2 separate regions of the Anas platyrhynchos genome follow, and region 1 is linked to region 2. A link is a contact called in public Hi-C data. All regions are on one chromosome and are shown on one strand. Each heading gives the region's core, a stretch centred on a gene start, on an enhancer-like site or on the middle of the called end of the contact. The rest is flanking DNA. Distances are from core to core; before and after follow the strand shown.

Region 1 (4,797 bases), core at 69-2,568, 70 kb after region 2:
GGCTGACCATGAGCCAGCACTGTGCCCTTGTGGCCAAGAGGGCTAATGGGATCCTGGCGTGCATTAAAAGGAGCGTGGCCAGCAGGTCAAGGGAGGTGATCCTCCCCCTCTACTCTGCCCTGGTCAGGCCTCACCTGGAGTACTGTGTCCAGTTCTGGGCTCCCCGGTACAAGAAAGACAGGGATCTCCTGGAAAGAGTCCAGCAGAGGGCCACAAAGATGATAAGGGGCCTGGAGCATCTTCCTTATGAGGAAAGGCTGAGAGACCTGGGTCTGTTCAGCCTGGAGAAGAGAAGACTGAGAGGGGATCTCATCAATTGCTATAAATCCCTGAGGTGTGGGAGACAGAGAGATTTGGCCAACCTCTTTTCAGTGGTTTGTGGGGACAGGACAAGGGGCAATGGCTGCATGTCAGAGCACAGGAAGTTCCACATTGACATGCGAAAGAACTTCATGGTGCGGGTGACGGAGCACTGGGACAGGCTGCCCAGGGAGGTTGTGGAGTTTCCTTCTCTGGAGATATTCAAGGCCTGTCTGGACGCCTACCTGGGCAGCCTGCTCTGAGGAACTTGCTTTGTCAGGGGGGTTAGACCGAATGATCTTTAGAGGTCCCTTCCAACCCCTACAGTTCTGTGATTCTGTGATTCTGTAATGGCCTCAAGTTGCCCCAGGGGAGGTTCAGGTTGGCAATGAGGAGACATTTCTTCTCAGAAAGAGCAGTCAGGCATCGGGACGGGTTGCCCAGGGGGCTGGTGGGGTCACCGCCCCTGGGGGTGTTCAAGGAGAGGTTGGACGTGGTGCTTGGGGACATGGGTTAGTGGGTTACAGTGGTGGTGGTGGGGGGTGATCAGACCAGATGATCTTGGAGGGCTTTTCCAACCTTAATGATTCAATTTTACTGTTGTTAGGAATATGAAATTATACAGACTATTGTGTTTTTACAGAAGAAAGGCCTTAGAAAGAAACTCCCTTTAAAAAATACACAAAGCATAGCAACAGAATTTAACAAGTGTGACACCATTTATTTTAAAAAGGACATTTTTGTGCTGCTGATTTGATCACTTGCAACCCCCATTGGTTGTGCCGTTTTAAATGCTTCCGTGGTGAAGAGCAAGGCTCTTTTTCTTCACCACGAAAGAGGAGCAAAAGAGACAAAATCCCAGCGAGCACCCCGCCGCCAGAACGGTGGACAGGGGCCGCGAACCCGCGCCCCACCGAGGGCAGCTTCCCCCTCCCGCCTCACCCTGAGGGACAGGGAGAGCTCTCGCGAGAAGTCGCCGCGAAATCTCGCGAGAGGCGCTGCGGGCGGCTCTGTGGCGCCTCCCGCAGGCGCTTCCCGCCCCCCCCCCCGCCTCATCCCCTCAGCCGCCGCCATGGCGGCCCCCGCCTCGCCCGGCCGCCGCAGCCGCTTCGAGCAGGAGCAGGAGCGGGCTGTCCGCGCCCTGGTGCGCAGCATCACCGGGCTGCACGGCGGCAAGGAGCCGCCGCGGGACACGGGGACCGAGCAGGAGGCGGAGACGGAGCTGGAGCGGTTCCAGACGGCGCTGGATTTCGCGTGGTCCAACTTCAGGTCCGCCCCGAGCCGCTGGGGAGGGACAGGAGGGGAAGGGGGAGGGCAGAGGGCAGGGCTGGTGCTGTCCCTGCTGTCTGCCACAGCTTCTTCTTATTCACCACAAATATTTGCTGTAACGTATTCTAACATCACATGCAGTGCTTCCTTGCTACAGAAGCATCACATGCTTGCTAAAATCCTCGCTGCCAGGCCTGCAGTTTCGTTTTCCAGTTCGTTGCTGTGACGCTTGGAGGTGATTCTGGGTTGTCTGTCTAAATTCAGGCTGTTGAACTTGACTTTCACCCCCCTGACTCAGATGCAGTTAGTTTTCATTTCTCTCTGCCGCCATACGAGTTCTCTCACTGGTTTTGTTCCCATTGTTGATGGAAACTGAGGCAGAATATTAGGCTGGGTTCGAGGGCCTGTGTATTGGGTACCTGGTGCTCACTGCTGTCAAGTCCCACTTTGTGGTTTCTCTGTCTGTATAACTGATATATATATATATATACACAAAGAAACTTACTCCTATTTTAATTTCTTTTTCAAAGTCTATTGTGCCTTTTACAAGTTATTTATTTTTTAATTCACATACCTTTGTTTTACCTTCCTGTGTACTGATTAGGCTCTCTTTTCTTCTAGGCACCCTCCTTTGCCATTTTTAAGGGAGCTTCTTTTGGGTTTTACAGGCCTTCCCTTGTGGATGTTCTGCCTGTGCTGGTGGTGCAAGTCCCAGATGATTTTTGTGTGTTTGACACAGATGCCTTTGACAATAGCGTTCTTCATCTCCTTGTTCTGCTTGACTTAACTGACGACACATTTTAATTGCTTGCTTTGCTGTTACAGCAGTAATTTTCCATTCAGTTGAAATTGCTGCTTAACCGTAATCTGCATTCAATTTTTCCATCTTTAAGGTCAATTGTAGTTAATCCTTGCTGAGATCAGAGGCGCGGAGATTAAATTCTGTTGATGTTTAATGACGTTGCAGAACTAAGCATGCTTTATTAAAAGGAAAATATATTAAGAAAATGAAGTTGTCATCATGTATGTAAATCAGCTTTATTTTCTTCCTTACATAAGTTGCCTTTTCAAACTTATTCTGATACAGATTTCTTACACAGGTTTCACCGTTTTCTGGATGTGAACAGTCATAAAGTAGAGAGGACAATAGAAGGGTGAGTTTCATGTTTATGGACTAATAATCAAGGAGTTAACTTTCTTGAAGTGTTATTGAAACTTTTTTTTCGTTAGAATACATGAAAAATTGATAGTTCATTCTGACCTTGGAAAAGCTGCAAGCTGGAAGAGACTAACAGAAAAGTTTCTGAACTCACCACTCCCAAATGTTGAAGAAACAAAAGTATGTATGCCTCAGTTTCCTTCTTTTTTCCACCACCCTTGCGTTTACACTCATAAAGCGGGCTTGTGTTGTAATGTTGAGTTGGAAATTTTTGGTGGCTAAACAGTGAGGTTTGCAGTTGCTGTTCAAGTTATGGATTTGCAGGGTTGTAGTTTTCCCATTTGTTTTAGAAATAGGTTTATTGTTTTTTCAGGGTTTCAGCATGCACAGTTGGATGACTTAAAGGTAATCTTTTTGCTGCAGAGCAGACATTTAGCAGTCAACATTATACAGGTGTTGCAGCTGAATTCCTGTCTGTTCTAAAACAGTAGCTGAACAGAAGTTCTTGCACTTAAGTAACAAGACTGCAATTTTTGGTTTTAGTACTCCCAAATGGAGTGTTCCTGTCCCATAGCTTCTTTGTTGAGACCATGTGTGTGTTTTGCCTTTGGTACACTTCGCTTCAAATCTGTTTAGGATGCGGTCTGGATGGAAATGGTGAAAGTTGTCTCACTTGGACATTTTCTAGTGCGATAGTTTAATAATGAATTTGGCCTTTGAAAACTGGAAGTTTCTTCAGCTCTTGAGCCCTCAATAACGTACACATATCTTGACTTATTGTGCTGTATGTACTCTAGATTTTTAAGTAAGTACCTTTAGTTCTTGTTTTGAGAGTCAAATAAAATTGAAAGCCCACACAAGCACTTTATACTTGAATGTTCCAAGTATTGTAAGACTTGAAAAAGTTATTTTCTTAAAGGAGGTAGATAGCAGAAATCCATCTGGCTGTTGACCATTTCAAATGGTCTGCTGAAGAGCTGTGGAAAGTCAGAATAAGGCCAAAGAAAAAAAACTCCTGATAGCAGTGGTTGTGCTCTAAGCAGGTATCAGGAAATAGACCATAACGCCAGTCTCCGCAGGAATTAATGCAGAGCATTCCTACAGTTAATAGGCTGAATTTGTTCCTAACCAAAATCATTTAGTCCTCTTATTGACTTGTTTTTTTTTTAATGTGTTTTAAAGACAGATACACACTATTCCATACTGTCTCTTCTGTTATGTTTGTCTGATTCTCCATCCAACACCACCTATGTGGAAAAACCAAGACAAAAAGAGACAGGTAAGTTTACAGCTTTTTTTGTGTTGCTAGTTAAAGATACGCTCAATTAATGCAGTCTGATAAGAAGGCCATTTTTCCTCTCCATTTTATTATCTCCTTCACATCGAGATGCATTATTGATTGTCTTTTTTATGATTTATACATTTTATGTAGCCTGCAAATAGCCTTTCCTACCCCATTTATGTTACATTGCATAATTAAGCTTTCCAGTTAGGAAAGCACCTTGGGAACTGTTTCTGCCTTGTACTGCTGTCACTTACTAATGTTCTCTACCTATTCAGCAGCTTACACACTCAAAGGCAGACAACTGGTTTCTGTCCTCAGTCTCTGTCTTGCACCTTAATAGGAGGTCTGTTGAAACAGCTCTGGTAATATAAATTCCTATGTTCCCAATGTAGTCAAGGAAAGCTAAATGCCTTGGAAGGTTTCCAGAGGGAGATCCCAGTTGCCTGCATTCCAGAGTAGGACTGTTTCACTCAGTGCCTAAAAATGAGGCTTGTGCTTAAGTGTGAGTGGATACCATCCCCCATTTATTTACAGTGTTGTATCATAGACCGAAAGAAGAATATTTCAGACTAACCTAAAGAAAATCTTGCATCTTAAGATTCCTTTTTGAATGATCTCTGCACATTCCCTCGGCGGTGTTTTGAATGCACTTTCAGCCCCTTCCAGGAATGTGAATATGAAGAGGTTATCTCAAACAGCACTAATTACAGTTGAGTAAGCTTCATGTTTCAGATAATATATTGTAAGTGTGACTTGTTATTTTTTAAAGTATTACACATCACGT
Region 2 (4,517 bases), core at 885-3,384:
ACCTACTCGCACCAAATGATGTTCTCAACAACCCTCCTCATAGTCTTTTTCACTGTGTGGATTGTTGGTGGAGGTACAACTCCCATGCTGTCATGGCTGAACATCAGGTCAGTATGCAAATGTATGCTGGGGAAAACTCCCTTTTCAGGTGGCAACTTGAGAAGTCCTACAGAATTTGTTTGATGCTTGCTAGAGCTGTTCTGGGTGTTTAGAACGCTCTCTTATATAGAGGAAGATGTTAGTGCAGGCAGGTAAAGAAAATGCACAGGCTGCTGCCGGGATTCAGCTCCCTGATGCTCTGTGATTAGGTACCTGATCCTTGTCAACCCTGTAGGATAGGGGATAGCATTGCAGGATAGTAGCCCCTGTACTGAAAAGAAAGAATTAGCCTATCTAGTACCATATCAACTTCTTGTCCTATTAGTCATTTCCCTGTCTTCTGGCTCTAGGTAATGACCCTATTCTATTTATTGAGTTAGATGGAGCCTTTAGTGCTAAAAATGCACTTAAGTTTCTTTGGATAAATGTTTTGATGACCTTACAACTGTGGTAAATGGGAACCTGCTAGTCTTTCCAGTGTGTTTCTTCTGTTTTGACGAGACCTGTGAAAATGGTGAGCAGCATGAGTATAGCCACTTGGCTTTAAATCTGGGCCAATACTTAGTACTGTAGGGCTGCAAGTATATTCATGTTTGAGGCTGCTTATCAACAGAAGTCCTAGAGAATCAAGAATCCCTCATTGTTAAAGACTACGTATGTTTTTCATTCTGTGAAAGCTTTGGCTGTTGTGGGGAGGGAGGGTAAATAGAGTGGAATTAATGCAAGCACGCTGTACAAATACTCCAGTGCATTTTTTCGTATGTAAATTATGCATGCTGTTTGGTCCTTGAAAGCATACTTTGTCTCACATTCTAGTTGTGCTGATCAGAATTTGTCTACTATTGTTTTTTCCTATCCTAGCATGATACAATCTTGCTAAAGATTGTATCTTGCTAAAGATTGTATCATGCTAGGATAAAGAAAACAGTTTCAGTCTTTGGAAGAATTAACCATTCTCAAGGTGTATTGCTGTTTTTTGGAAGTCTTCAGTAAATTTCTTGTGGCGATAGGTAGCAGGTGCTTTCTAGGTTGGAAAAAAAAAAAAAAGGATGGCTAGGATGCTCAGAAATGCCTGAGACTCCTATTATTGGAAGTAGATAAAGCTAAAATGTCTGATAAAACAATGTCAACAGCAAATTTTGGAGTTACAGGATGAGCTTATCAAAACCGTGTTGTCAGACTGACTGGCTGACATCCTGTCAATATGGATATACACTTGAGCAGAGCTGAACCACTCTGTGCCAAGAACATAGCACGTGTATCTGATGTCAAATGCCTCCAGCCCGAGAGAGGTACTAGAGCTGAAATATGGTAAATCACTGCTGTAACAGCACACATTGGAAAATTCTGGTTTCTTTTTTCTTGTGCCACACAAATCAATTTTTGTACTTTACAACTGTGTTTCAATGCAAGTTCCAGAGATATAGAGATATATAAGGAACAACTGTACTTACACACCTCATCAAGCCAAGCAGCCAGAGTGTCTGTATAACCAGCAGTGTACATAGGCTCTCTGGAGAATGGGGTATGAAGGAGCAGGGGATGAGTTCTGGTATGTGCTGTGCAGGTAAGAAGTCTGCCAAGATCTGCCTGCAGCTTTTCGTTGGCTGAGGTGAAATTCAACCACTACCTCTGCCACGAGGCTCCTTCAGTCATCTGCAGTAGGACAGGACTGAATTCTGGCGTGTCCTAGCTCCTGGCCAACTGGAAACTAGTGGAAGTAACTTGCTGTTTTTTATTTTTTTTTTTTATGCAGTCTAGCCCAGTAAACAGTTTGTGGAAGCATCTAAGAAGCTGCACTTACTCCTTTAACAGGTCTAGTTGGGCTCAATAATGAGATTCCATGGGCCTGGTTCATGAGCTGTCCCATTAAGAGAAGGATATCATGTAGAAGAGGGAACTCTACATAAGAAGTATTTGAGATAATTCTTTGGGTCTGCACACAGTTGCCCTGATGGGCACTGCTGTGTTGGTCAGTGAGGCTGCACTTTTTAGGGTCGAATTCAAATGTGTACCAGGAGGTGGCAGCCGTGTGCAGCTGATGAGTTAGGAACTTATTTCTGGTAAAGTAGAGTCTGAGACAAAACCCTTTTCTGCAGGAGATCAACACCTGTCTGACCTTACAGAGAGAAGACAGGGACAGATTAGTTTCCAGCTGAATTTTGGAAGTGTGCTGCTTTCCTCCATTCCTTTGCAGGCAGTGGAGGAGGTCGGCAGGAGGAGATGAAGATGCTCCTCTGTCTCAGTGCCTCAGGCAGCTGCAGTGCACGCTGCTGACACAGCACTTTTTTTGGATGCTTTCTGAGCCCTGGCACTTACCCATTAGATTGCACCGCAAGAGGCTGGAAATAAGTGCTGCTTCTCTATAGCGCCATTTAGCAGAAGGGAGAATAAAAGATAGAAGGCTGGTTGTTTCCTGGAGTAAGTGACTGAAGGGAAATAGGAAACTAACGCCATTTGTGTGTTGCATTTAAACGTTAGGGCTTGTGTGGGCTCTCACAAGTCCAGCTCTCGTGTGAAGCTTACAGCAGTTACTGGGGAGCGAAGGAAGGCATAAACAGGAAGGGATCTTATTTAAGGTTAGTCTGCACAATTTAAGTAGAACAGTACCGGAGAGCTGACTCCAGCCACGACTTTCAGCCTGGCTTGGTACTACTACATCCATAGTCTGTGTACGTGGGGCAGTGCCTTTGCAAGGACCCCGAATTGCTTTGCTGGGGCTCAGAGGCAAAGGCAAGTGCCTATTAATTGCATAATGGTTGTATGCATGCTTGGGTCTTCTGACCAGTGTCCAGTGCTCAGGATTAAAAGGTACAACCAAGCAAAGGACCTACAGTTTGCAGTGGAGACTTAGTTTGAGTTTACTGCTGAACTGGTTGGGAAAGTGACACTGTGGCATCAAAATCCAAGCAAAAAGAATGAGATCTTCAGATGCTGATGGTTTCTGCCACTTAATGCTAAGCAAGCTTAAAAGTTGACACCAGAAATTAGTGTTAAAGCCATGATGTCATATATTTGAACTTGCTGGCTGTCTTGGCTGTGAAACATTCATGTATGTGAATCATAAATGGTAATTTTTTCTAGCAGTAGATTTGCTTTTTTTTGTAGAAATTAAAGCATTACTTGAATTTTACAAATGAAAGTCTTCCTTTGAGACTAAAATGATGAAACAATTTCCTGCATGAAGCTTTAATGCTTTCAGCAAATTAGCCCTATAAATCAGAACTACTGGCAAAGTTCCTCTTTTCTGAAAAGTAGCTGACTTGTTTCATTTATTTGTCACAGGAAGGAAAACAAAAAAAAGAGGAGCTTCTAGCATTTGCACTGAAAAATATTTGCCACTTTTCATTAGGGTTTGACCTGTTTTTTTTCCATTTTGAATGAAGCAGCAGGTAAATTAGTGCCTGTTCTCCATCATAAGCTGCTTCAAGTGTTTGTGTATTTTAATAAAGTAATTTCAATTATGCTAATCAGTCTTTCTAAATCTTAAACGTGAGAATAGTATCTTTTGATTTAATATAGTTTTGTTATCTTTCGGGAGAAAAGTTAAAGGTTGCCTGAATGATGATAACTTAAATTTTTATCACTTTCTATATGACTTTGCAATTATAATCTTCTTAGCTTTTTATCTAGTGTTTTTTCCTCATTAAGCAAACTGAAAAAAAATAATCTGGAAATACTGAAACTCATACAGGTAGATAGTTCACATAGCAGCTCTCTGGGGTGATAGTAAAACAGCTTGATGTCAGTCTCAGGTTATATTATATTAAATCATCCAGGGTGGCCCAGCTATTAGTTGCTGGGTAAAATGTGCATTCCTTAAATACTGTGCCTCCGTGCGCTGCAATGACAAGAAGTGAGTGTTGATGCCAGAATCCAACCTTGTTATATCCAGGGCTGGTGTGGGGAATGTTTGATCAGAGGTCATATCCTTCTCTTTTGCTGCCTGTTTCCACTTTTTCTGCAATTTACATCTTTCATTTGGTTTATCATTTTCTAAGCCTGACTTCTTTTGCTTTCTTTTGCCCACGCAGCAGGCACTGTGCCTTTCCCCTCATTGTGGGCTTTTTTATTTTGCCATATCTTTCTGCACTGTTTTCTCCAGTATTCTTCTCACATTTGGTTTCTCCTCTTCTCTTGCCTCCAACCTCTAATTTCTTGTCATGAATCTCTTAATGGAGGTGCAGGACAGCCTTCAGTTCTCCACCCTTGCTGAACTGGTCCCCAGTATCTCCTTGGTGGGAGAGGGATTGCTTCTTCTTTTGGATGTCTGGGTGTAAGCATGGGAGATGCTTTCTTATGTCAGTTCTTGTGCTCTTAAACATGGCAATTCCTTACACAGAGAGAGAGTATGGGAAAGACCCACAGGAGCTGGGTTGATGTATCTAGAGCAAATGGGGTGATACAGGTTTAACTGC

What was found. Hi-C and Micro-C count contacts between places; a contact is called where the count stands out from the background.
Region 1: a contact with region 2 is called in a Hi-C map of subcutaneous adipose tissue, with 4 times the contacts expected there. The contact joins the promoter of TUBGCP5 here to the enhancer-like site in region 2. A contact is called at or near these places in 3 of 8 Hi-C or Micro-C datasets (liver, skeletal muscle and subcutaneous adipose tissue).

What each region holds. Positions count from the first base shown.
Region 1 is chr1:137,622,406-137,627,202 of IASCAAS_PekinDuck_T2T, forward strand. It overlaps TUBGCP5 (tubulin gamma complex component 5), which reads left to right and starts at 1,319. Exons shown (of 24, transcript XM_072030467.1): 1 at 1,319-1,569; 2 at 2,670-2,723; 3 at 2,800-2,908; 4 at 3,911-4,007; 5 at 4,612-4,722. The coding sequence starts at 1,373.
Region 2 is chr1:137,552,062-137,556,578 of IASCAAS_PekinDuck_T2T, forward strand. It overlaps SLC9A7 (solute carrier family 9 member A7), which reads left to right. Exons shown (of 17, transcript XM_027454186.3): 12 at 1-107. Among named protein-coding and RNA genes, the nearest start is that of CHST7, 38 kb to the right of the region's middle. Within about 2 kb of position 2,135, at least 1 of the 8 cell types and tissues checked has an H3K27ac peak or open chromatin away from gene starts, as enhancers often do. A contact at or near this core is called in subcutaneous adipose tissue, where this site is marked.